Regions from separate parts of the Sus scrofa genome. Here regions 1 and 3 are each linked to region 2. The links are chromatin contacts, called in public HiChIP or PLAC-seq maps. All regions are on one chromosome and are shown on one strand. The core of a region is the stretch at or near the end of the contact, and the rest is flanking DNA. Distances in the headings are between cores, read along the strand shown. Region 1 overlaps AGPS (alkyldihydroxyacetonephosphate synthase, peroxisomal). Region 2 overlaps LOC110256983 (a long non-coding RNA gene). Region 3 overlaps NFE2L2 (nuclear factor erythroid 2-related factor 2).

What was found. HiChIP or PLAC-seq counts read pairs in DNA pulled down with a chosen protein or histone mark.
Region 1: a contact with region 2 is called in an H3K27ac HiChIP or PLAC-seq map of skeletal muscle. The contact joins two enhancer-like sites. A contact is called at or near these places in 1 of 47 Hi-C or Micro-C datasets (embryonic fibroblasts) and 2 of 2 datasets of contacts at active chromatin or transcription factors (alveolar macrophages and skeletal muscle).
Region 3: an H3K27ac HiChIP or PLAC-seq map of skeletal muscle shows a contact between it and region 2, with 7 times the contacts expected there. The contact joins two enhancer-like sites. A contact is called at or near these places in 1 of 5 promoter capture datasets (liver), 24 of 47 Hi-C or Micro-C datasets (adipocytes, adipose tissue, brain and 13 more) and 2 of 2 datasets of contacts at active chromatin or transcription factors (alveolar macrophages and skeletal muscle).

The regions. Positions count from the first base shown.
Region 1 is chr15:83,152,078-83,155,645 of Sscrofa11.1, reverse strand. All of the region lies in intron 1 of AGPS (alkyldihydroxyacetonephosphate synthase, peroxisomal), which reads right to left. Among named protein-coding and RNA genes, the nearest start is that of NFE2L2, 7.7 kb to the right of the region's middle. Within about 2 kb of position 1,680, at least 1 of the 83 cell types and tissues checked has an H3K27ac peak or open chromatin away from gene starts, as enhancers often do. A contact at or near this core is called in skeletal muscle, where this site is marked.
Region 2 is chr15:82,918,821-82,922,075 of Sscrofa11.1, reverse strand. The region is part of intron 2 of LOC110256983 (a long non-coding RNA gene); the gene reads left to right. Among named protein-coding and RNA genes, the nearest start is that of HNRNPA3, 38 kb to the left of the region's middle. Within about 2 kb of position 1,440, at least 15 of the 83 cell types and tissues checked have an H3K27ac peak or open chromatin away from gene starts, as enhancers often do. A contact at or near this core is called in liver and skeletal muscle, where this site is marked.
Region 3 is chr15:83,110,015-83,113,682 of Sscrofa11.1, reverse strand. The region is part of intron 2 of NFE2L2 (nuclear factor erythroid 2-related factor 2); the gene reads left to right. Among named protein-coding and RNA genes, the nearest start is that of AGPS, 34 kb to the left of the region's middle. Within about 2 kb of position 2,167, at least 6 of the 83 cell types and tissues checked have an H3K27ac peak or open chromatin away from gene starts, as enhancers often do. A contact at or near this core is called in liver and skeletal muscle, where this site is marked.

The sequences.
Region 1 (3,568 bases), core at 431-2,930, 230 kb before region 2:
ACGTTTTTGGATATGTGTCTTTGGGCAATGGAAACAAAAGCAAAAATAAGCAAATGAGACTACATCAAACTAAAAAGCTTTTGCACAGCAAAGGAAACTATCAACAAACAAAAAGGCTGCCTACTAAATGGGAGAAAATATTTGCAAATAATATATCTGATAAGAGATCAATATCCAAACTTCACAAAGAATTCACAACTCAACCTAAACAATAAAAACAAACCAAACAACCCACTTAAAAAATTGGCAGAGGACCTGAATAGACATTTTTCCAAAGACAACATACAGATGTCCAATAGACACATGCAAAGATGCTCAACATCACTAATAATCAAGGAAACGCAAATCAAAACCACAATGAATTATCACATCACACTTGTCAAAATGGCTATCATCAAAAAGATAACAAGTAACATGCCTTGGTGAGGATATGAAGAAAAGGGAACCCTTGTGCACCAATTTACATTGGTGGAAATGTAAACTGAGCAGCCCTATAGAAAACAGTATTGAGGTTCCCCCAAAAAACTGAAAAGTGAACTACCATGCGATCTAAGACATAGGTAGTCCTATGTTCACTGCAGCATTTTTTACAAAAGCCAAGATATGAAGCAATCTAAGTGTCCATCAACAGGTGAACAAATAAAGAAGATATACAACAAACACACAATGGAATACTACTTGGTCATAAAAAGAGAATGAAACCTTACCATTTGTGACAACATGGATGGACCTAGGAGGAAATACGCTAAGTGAAATAAGTCAGACCAAGAAAGACAAATACTATACTTACATATGGAGTCTAAAAAACAAATGAACAAACATAAAACAGAAAAAATGAGGAGTTCCTGCTATGGCATAGAAGGTTAAGAATGTGAATGCAGCAGCTGGGGTCACTGCAGAGTTGCAGGTTCAACCCCATTCTGGCAAAGTGGGTTAAAAGATCCAGCATTGGTGCACTTGCAGCTTGGATTCAATCCCTGGCCTGGGGACTTCTACATGGCACAAGTGTGGCCATTAAAAAAAAAAAAAAAAAGAGTAAAGGTGGAAAGATGTGACTACAGGACTGCTGTTAATACTTAGAGAAGTAAGAAAACTCAGAACAGTAGCTTCATTGGGAATAAGAAAGGATAGATAATGAGTTAAGTATCAATCTACAGCTGTGCTATAGTATAGCACATATACTATATACATATAACACACCTATAGTATAGCACATAGTATCACTAGCCACATATCACTAGCTATACATGTCCATTTAAATTTAAATTAATTAAAAGTATATGAAATTTAAAACTCAGCTCCTCAGTTACACTAGCCACATTTCAAGAACTTAATGGCCACATGTGGCTAGTGGCTACCATAATGGACTATGCAGACCATAAAATATCTCCATCATCACAAAAAGCTCTAGAAGACAGTGACTCATAAAATTTGACTTGACTGAAGAAAAGAATTCAAGTGGGTACCATTTTAATATCCTTATTGCTAGATTCCTATAAAATTTGAACATCTACAGAAGAAATGCAAAATCCAACCACATAATGAATCTGAATGGAAGTTGCAAACTGTGAGTATAAAAATTAAATAATTCTTATTACTTGGCTGCAAGGCCCTGAGATACATGAACACTCCCCACTTGATGGTATGAGGTAGCTGACATGGCAACTATAAATAGAGTTTGGAGAGTCGGAGTGAAGTTACTGACAAGAATCTGGTCAGCAACCTAGCCCAAATCTAGGTTAGTAAACTGGAGATATGCTGAAAAGACCAACATTATTACACAATACAATATTTTTCTTAGTGAGTACTAAGATGATACCTATAGTTCCAAATCTCACTCAGGAGGCAAAACTCCCTTATCAAAACTGCAGTTACTTAAGAACGGTAACAGCCTTCCTTAAACAGCAAGCATAATTCAGCTGCAGAACAATCTAGAATTAAATATACGAATTTAATTTAGAGAAAAAGAGGTTAAGAGAAGAGAATCAGGAGTTCCCGTCATGGCTAAGTGGTAAAAAAAAAAACCCAACTAGTATCCATGAGATGTGGGTTTAATCCCTGGCCTCACTCAGTGGGTTAAGGATCTGCATTGTCATGAGCTGTGGTGTAGGTCGCAGATGTGGCTCAGATCCCATGTTGCAGTGGCTATGGCACAGACCTCCAGCTTCAGTTTGGATATGACCCCAGCCTGGAAACTTCTATATGCTGCAGGTGTGGCCCTAAAAAAAAAGAGAGAGAGAGAAGAGAATCAAAATCAGATGATAATGTTTTTAAGAGAGCGAAGCAAAAATTGACCTTTTATATACTTACAAAATTTAAAAGAATCTAGCCTGAAAAAATGACTGACTTGAAACACATTTAAAATGTTAATCTGAGTAACAGACCTGTAGATTTAAGCTGAAATCCTGTAAGTTTATAAATAAGTTCATCTGAACACTGCCAAGACTTTCAGGTCACTGTGTTTACAAATTCAATTTAGTATGTTTAAAAGAATGATTTAGTACCTAAATTTTGTCTGTTACCCCAGACAACTGATATATATAAGAAAACTGAACATATTAAATACTAAATACTATTTTAATTATTTCAGCCCATTTCTATACAGTAAGTCTGTAAAAACACTAGTTTGACATGTACTTCATATTACAAATAAATAAATATTCAAACCTAAAACTAGCAACCACTTAAATGCCCACCAATAACAGAATGGATAAATCGTGGTGTATATCCACCCAGTGGAAAACCATTCAGCAATGAGGATGAACAAAATACAGCTAAAAGTAACAGTGTGAATGAATATAGTAAACATAATATTAGGGAAACAGGCCACACACAAAAGGGTACACGCTGTATGTGTCTACATTCTACTATATGAATTATACCAAGTTCAAAATAAGCGAATCCAAACTAGAGTATAAGAAGTCAAGGTGGTGGTTATCCTGGTGGGAGAAGGTATTGGAAAGGAACATGAAGAGAGCTTCTGAGGTACTGGTAATGTGCTATTTCTTAATCTAAATACTAACAAATACTCACAAGATGGATCTGCTCATTTTGTAAAAAGCAATTAAGCTATAAACTTAAGATTTGAGCATATACTTTTATAACAAATTGATAATAGTTCAATAAAGGTTTAAAAAATAATAGGTAATAATATATACAAACATTTATAACTACCCAATAAATTTGTACCACTCCAGATGATGAAGGACCATCAGTACTATGTGTACTATACTTTGAGAAACACTAACATATTCAAAGAAAGAAAAGGGGGAGGAGAAATCCATGTTCTGGGAATAGCAATAATTCTGGTACGTGGCTAGAATACACAGTAGGCATCAAGGAAATAAGAGACAGGCCTGGAAAGGCTGATTTACATAGATGCTCCTGGAGGACCTTAACTGCCCCAGGAGGAAACTGTAATATATTCAGTAGGCAATGGGGATAACACATGAAAATGATGCAGATGGAAGACTTATTTACCAAAAAATTTTCAGCCCTTCCCTTAACTTGCCCAACAACACTCCAGCAAAACTTCCTTTCTTCAGCCTCCAGTTTCCAAAGTGGAGAG
Region 2 (3,255 bases), core at 191-2,690:
CGGCAACACTTGAGCAAGGCCAGGGATCAAACTTGCATCCTCATGGATGCTAGTCAGATTCATTTCTGCTGAGCCATAATGGGAACTCCAAGAGCAAATTTTTAAGAATTAATTTGTATGCCCTATTTAGAATTCCATATAAGACCAACTTTGAGACAAAATGTGTGTAAAATATAGACTGGGAATGTCATAAGATCAGGGTTGAAAGGTTATTTAAAGGGAGAGGGGGAGTTGTCTATTGGTGGTTACTAAATTCCTAACTGTGTATTTTCAAAGCTCTATCATTGACTCATAAGATAACGCTAGGAAAACAGGATTTCTAAGTATTGATAAGCAGCAATTTAGCAATCTTAGAGATGACCATCAAAAAGTTTCCTTGTTACAAAGTTATCTTACTGTGACTTTTTAAACTGGGCCCTTTGGGGGTATCGATACAGAGGAGAGTGAGTGCTGGGGGACAGGGGTCTCCAGGGTGGGCTGTTCACAGGAGCAGATGAGGTGCCTTCCTTCAGTCATGGCCACGGTGGGAGCATTGACTCCATAGAAAGCAGCACACCTCCAAATCAGTTTTTCCTGGAGTGCTCCTTGTTAAATATTTACTAGCACACCTCTGAAGCAGATCCGCTTTTACTTGTCGTAAAAGAGTAAATTATAGGGAATGTCTGTGTGAGGTAGAGCTCTTGAAAAAGGTTTCATGACCACAAAGAAATTTCAAAACCATGCTGCAGTGGGAAATTTTCTTTTTTTTTCTGAGTAACATACATAGTGACTATTATAATTTGAAGACTTATGAATCATTTTATTATTTACATGGGTATTTAAGAGACTGCATTGATTTTACTATTTACTAAAACCATAGCAGTTATGTTACATACCATTAGCTTTCTAATAAATCCTCATACAATGACAGTTTAAAGTACTTTGAGATGTTTTAAGATGTATCAAAAAGAAAAACCCTTGGTCGTGAGCTTAGAGTTTAGTAAATATAGCTCTGTTGGATTAGTCAGTTAAGTAATTACAAAAATGGATGTGTTCCAGAAAAATGCCACTCCTTTACGTATTATGGGCCAGGGAGCAATGTTAATATTTAAATCGTTGTTAACATTTTTGTTCCTTTTGGGTTATGGTATTGAAATACCGTATTGATTTAATCCACAATGTTTTGGGCTCCCTAGTTTTTTTTCCTTCTCCTGTTTGCTGAAGTGACTCCCTAAAATTTCACTTTTGAGAACTAATATGGTCAATCACGTTATCATCAAGTGTTGGTGATTAAACCACTTTCCCTAAATTCTCCGAGCCCACCCACCCCAGTTGCTGCTTCTTTCTCAGGCTTTGTTAGGTCAGATTTCAGGTCACTATTTGGGCTATTTTTACTTTGGTTTCTTATCCCATGAGGCTAGCTGGCTTAAGGGAGGGACGATGCCAAGATGCAAATTGGGCATAAGGGGAGGGAGAGAGCTCATTTTGGTATATGCCTAAAACATGTTCTTGGCCTGTTAATCCGGGAGCTCTGCATGGGGATTTTAGGCACCAGGCCTTTGATTTCTCATATTTCATTGCTTCTAAATATCTTCTTCAGGACCTGTGGTGAGGAGAGATGTCTGGGCTGAGCAGGAGTTGGGTACTTTTGGGCCCCTTGGCTTAAGCATGAATATCATTACAGTAAGGGCCGCCATGAATGGCTGTCTGCTTTTGAACTGCAATTACCTGCCCCTCCTCTCCTTCAGCCAGGCTCTGATGCAGGGCACCCTTCAGGCCTGTTTCTTCAGGCCTGTAATCCTCTAATAGCGATGATTCCATTAAGTACACAGATTCTAACCCTGTGTCCCAGTATCCCAGGACTGAAAAACAGTTATTGTGAGTGCAAACCTCAGCAAGACATATACTAAAATTTGACCCATACAGGAAAAATTAACATTATTGGTGGATGCCAGGGGTGGGGTAAAACAGGTGAATGGGGTCAAAAGGTACAAACTTCCAGTTAAAAAATAAATAACTTGGGAGTTCCTGATGTGGCTCAGTGGTAACGTCCCCCACTAGTATCCAATGAGAATTCGAGGTCAAACCCTGGCCTTGCTCAGTGGGTTAAGGATCTGGAGTTGCTATGAGCTGTGATGTAGGTCACAGATGTGGCTTGGATGGATCCTGAATTGCTGTGGCTGTGGTATAGGCCAGCAGCTGCAGCTCTGATTAAACCCCTAGCCTGGGAACTTGCATATGCTGCACACGAGGCCCTAAAAAGATAATGAAAAAAAAAAAAAAAAGAAAGAAAGAAGTTCTTTATGTACAGTGATGGATGTTAATAGAGTGTGGTGATCATTTTCCAACATTTGCAAAGATCGAATCATTATGTTCTACACCTGAAACTAATATAATGGATGTCAATTTTACCTCAATTAAAAAAATTATTATTTTGGGAAGGGAAAATAAACCAGTCCTCATTGTATAAGGCTCTTTTTCTTCCCTGAGAATGAGTTCTTTTGTTGGGAGGTTTTCTGAATGTTACACATACCCCGATCTCCCCCTACTAATTTGCCAGACTTGTGTGGATGTGTTTGAATTTAAGTAGCAGACCCAGTCTGGGTCCATAGTCAGAGGCCCATCAGGCCCATTTGTCAAACTGCAAGGTCAGTTTGACAAACATGCCCAGGCATGCTTGAAACTCAGCAGAGGATAATAGATTTCTCACTATGTAAACAAAGTAAGGAAGCAGGAAAAGAAGCAGAGGTCAAAGAAAGAATGAAAGGAGAGCAGGACATTGTATCACTGTCTGCCTCAGGTCTCCCTTTAAATTGCAGTTTGATAGTTCATTTGGTACAAAAATTGTGGTACAGCCAGTGGTTTGCCTTTCTTCTCTCCACATTTTGGATTATCAATACTTTGTGAGTCAGGCTCTTTGCTGGCCTAGGTATGGTGCTCACCAAAAATGCTTAAGAAACATTTTTGACAAGGAATGGTGACCAAAAAAACTGAGATGTGAAACTAAAACAAATGAAAGAATTTGTTATTTTGCTTTGAACTGACTACACTGTGAAAAGAACAGCCTCTTTCTGCAGCATGATGTAGTTCTGCTGTGACCACTTTAACCATGTCTCTTCAGTGACTGTTTTGCAAACTGGGTCATTTGTAGTGTGCACCTTTAAAGATGGCAGCACGAATTCCTGCTGTCAGCTTCAGGTCAGACACAGTGGGGAAAGAACTCCCACAAGTTGGAACTGATCATCTTGATTGATTTTTCATTAGTTCTGGTCTTTC
Region 3 (3,668 bases), core at 918-3,417, 190 kb before region 2:
TAGTTTTTGTGGATCCATTGTAGGTTTTTGATTTGTACCCACGTCTATGTATGTTGACCTATAACTATATCTACTTGTTATAAACTGATAATCAGGTAAGTTCAAATACATTCTAAAAGACCTATGTCTTTCACTCCTCTCCAACATTTTGTGTTTTTGATGTCATATTTTACATATTCATGCTTATCCCTTAACGGTTTAGTGAAGTTATAGCTGATTTTACAATTTTTGTCTTTTAATCTTCGAACTAGCTTCTTTAAGTGGTTATTCAACAGCTTTTACTATTTGTGTGCCTTTACTAGTGGAACTTTTCCTTTCCTATAAATTCTTACTTCTCGTACCCTTTTCCACTTAGAAAATACCATTTAACAATTCTTTTAGGATCTGTTTAGTATTAATTAACTCTTCCATTTTGGGCTTGTCTGAATTCTTCGTCTCTCCTTCAATTCTGAATGATAGTTTTGCTGGATAGAATGTACTAGGTTGTAGGTTTTTTTCTTTCAACATTTTAAATATATCATGCTATTCTCTTCTGGACTGCAAAGTTTCTGCAGAAAAATCATCTGATAGGCTTATGGGGATCCCCTTTTATGTGACTCTTTATTTTTTTCTTACTGTTTTTAGAATTCTCTCTTTAACTTCTACCATTTTAATTATTTTATGCTTAGTGTGAGTCTCTTTGGGTTCATTTTGTTTTGGACTCGCTGCACTTCCTATACCAGATATCTGTTTCCTTCTTCAAGTTTAGGGAATTTCCAGCCATAATTTCATCAAATACATTTTTGATCCTTTTACTTTCTCTCTTTTCTTTCTGAGACCCCTGTAATGTGAATGTTAGTATGCTTGATATTGTCCTGGAATTCCCTTAAACTGTTCTCATTCTTAAATTTGTTTTTCTTTTCACTGTTCTGTTTTGTGATTTCCATTATTCTATCTTCCAGACCACCTATATGTTCTTCTCTATCTCCTAACCTGTTGTTAATTCCTTCTAGTGTGTTTTTCATTTCAGTTATTGTTTTCTGCAGCTCTGATTTGTTTGCTTGCTTTTTAAAATATTTTCTTGTTTCTTGTTAAAATTATCACTGTGTTTATATATTATTTTCCCTGATTCAGTTAGGGTTCTTATTACTAATCCTCAGAACGCTTTATCTGGCAATTATTTATCTCTGTTTCATTAGTTTTTTTTTTTTTTTTTTTTTTTTTCCCCACTCCCATGGCATGCAGAAGTTACTAGGCCAGGGATCAAACTCGAGCCACAACAATAACAGTGCCCAATCTTTAACCACTAGGCCACCAGAGAACTCCACCATTAGTTGTTTCTTCAGAGTGGTTTTTTTTTTTTTTTTTTCTTTCATTTGAAACAAATTCCTCTGTCTTCTCATTTTGCTTAACTTTGTCTCTATGAAATTAAGTGAAACAGTTATCTGTTGTAGTCTTGAAGGGGTATCCTGGTGTGAGATACTCTCTATGCAGTCTCTGTGCCCAGTGGCTTTTGTGGGAGAGTTGAATCTGATGTGATCATGAGTTAGCTTTCCCCACAGAGTGTGCTGGCAGCTGTCCCCTTCATCGCAGGTTAAGCTGGAGGTGGAAGAGCTAGAGCCAGAGCCAGGTATGAGCTTTTCCTATGTTTAGTGGCTGACATTGCCCTAAAGGGGCAGGGGCAGGTCCCAACGTGCTAGAGCAGAAACCCTGCAGTTTAGGTCTGAGCTAGTTCTGTTCCCTCTGAGCGTGAACTCTCACCTCTCCCCACATTGTTACCTTCACCCCAAAGGAGAGCAGCACTGAAGCAAGAAGGGCTAGAGCTGGTGCCCAGTGTGGGCTGGGACATTCATGGGTGTGGTCCTAGTGTACAAGTCAGAGTTCCAGACTTCTCCCAAAATGCTGCCTCTGTGAGCACCAGCAATGACTTTTCCTACCTTGTTTGGCTCCCTTGTGGGGAGGTGCACCAGAATAAGAGGGGGCAGCGTGGTGCTTGGTGTGCACCAGAATATGAACCAAGGTGGTCTTGACACGTCAGCATTTCAAATAGTTCCCAATCTGCTGCCTTTGTGAATGCCAGTAATGGCAGCCCATTCAGATGCAATTGCAGGTCTGAGCTCCCTCCATCCCCCACAGCTATACACACTGCTTGGCAATGGCAACCTTTGCCCTGCTGGGGAGCTGCACCAGAGCTAGAGGGCCCAGAGCAGGTGCTTGGCATGGGCTGGGGTGCACGCTGGGGCACATGCCAGGTCTGTCATGGGAAACTGGCCAGAATTCCAGGCAGCTTCAATCTGTTTCTTCTACCTTGTTCCTGAGAGTAAGCAAGTTTGTGCGGCTCTTTACTAGTGGAGTCTAGGTTTCTTACAGTCCTCCTGTTAGTCCCCCTGGCTTTCAAACCAGCTAAGGGGACTTATCTTCCCAGTATCAGACCTCAGAGCTAGGGTGACTAATATGTGTTTCAAAGCACTCACTCTCCTAGGAGGATCTCTGATCCTGTGATATCCCCCTCCTCTTCAGTGTCCCTTCCTAGGGGTTCAGATCCCTACACCATCACTTCTCTACCTTTATTACTGAACTCCGTCTGGATCTTTCTCTACAGCCTTGGTTATAAAAGAGCCTTTCTGCCTGTCTCCAGTTTGTTTTCAGTGAGAATTACTCCACATGTAGGTGTGTTTTTAATATGTTCATGGGGAGGAGTAAGCTCCACGTCCTCCTACTCCATCATCTTGATCTCCTCCAAAGCTGTAACTCTTTCTGAATTAGCACCTTAATGTATGTTCTTGTAAGACCCCAAGTAAGGAGGCGAATTCAAGGTGAATGCAAGTCAGCAATCAGTAAGAACAAATATTGGTTTATAGCTCTCAATTCTAGGGCTGTAAGTTTCTTTTAAAAATTTCACCTGAAAAAAAAAAAAAAAAAAAAAAAAAGGAGTTCCCGTCGTGGCGCAGTGGTTGACGAATCCGACTAGGAACCATGAGGTTGCGGGTTCGGTCCCTGCCCTTGCTCAGTGGGTTAACGATCCGGCGTTGCCGTGAGCTGTGGTGTAGGTTGCAGACGCGGCTCGGATCCCGCGCTGCTGTGGCTCTGGCGTAGGTTTGGCAGCTACAGCTCCGATTCAACCCCTAGCCTGGGAACCTCCATATGCCGTGGGAGCGGCCCAAAGAAATAGCAAAAAGACAAAAAAAAAATTTCACCTGAACCAATTTAGGTTTTGGTTCATGTTTTAAGATGATAATCTAGAGATTTTCATTTGTTGGTCTCTTCAACTGAAGCAACTAACCTTAGCGCACAGCTCTTGAATTCATCATACCCCTCACATTGCTCTATGGCAACAACAAATAGGTCCTCCATGGTCTTGTCTTTAATACCCACCTTAGTCCTAATAATCAAAGGCATTAATTTCTTTAGCTGTTCCACTGTAACGGGCCATGGGCTTCCAGCATCCCATCTTTGAATATTAATTGGATTTTTATTACCTTCAAACATAATGAGTCTGGATAACTAGATTTTTCTAATTTTCCTAAGAGTCTGTTGTCTATAATCAACTCCTCATTACCCGTTTCTGTACAAGTCAGGATTCCTAGTTGCTAGCTACCAACTCTAAGCAGCTTAAACAGAATGGAATTTTTAGGAAGGATACCAAATGGCTCACAAAATCTATGGAAAAGTTAAAAACCAAGATCAGG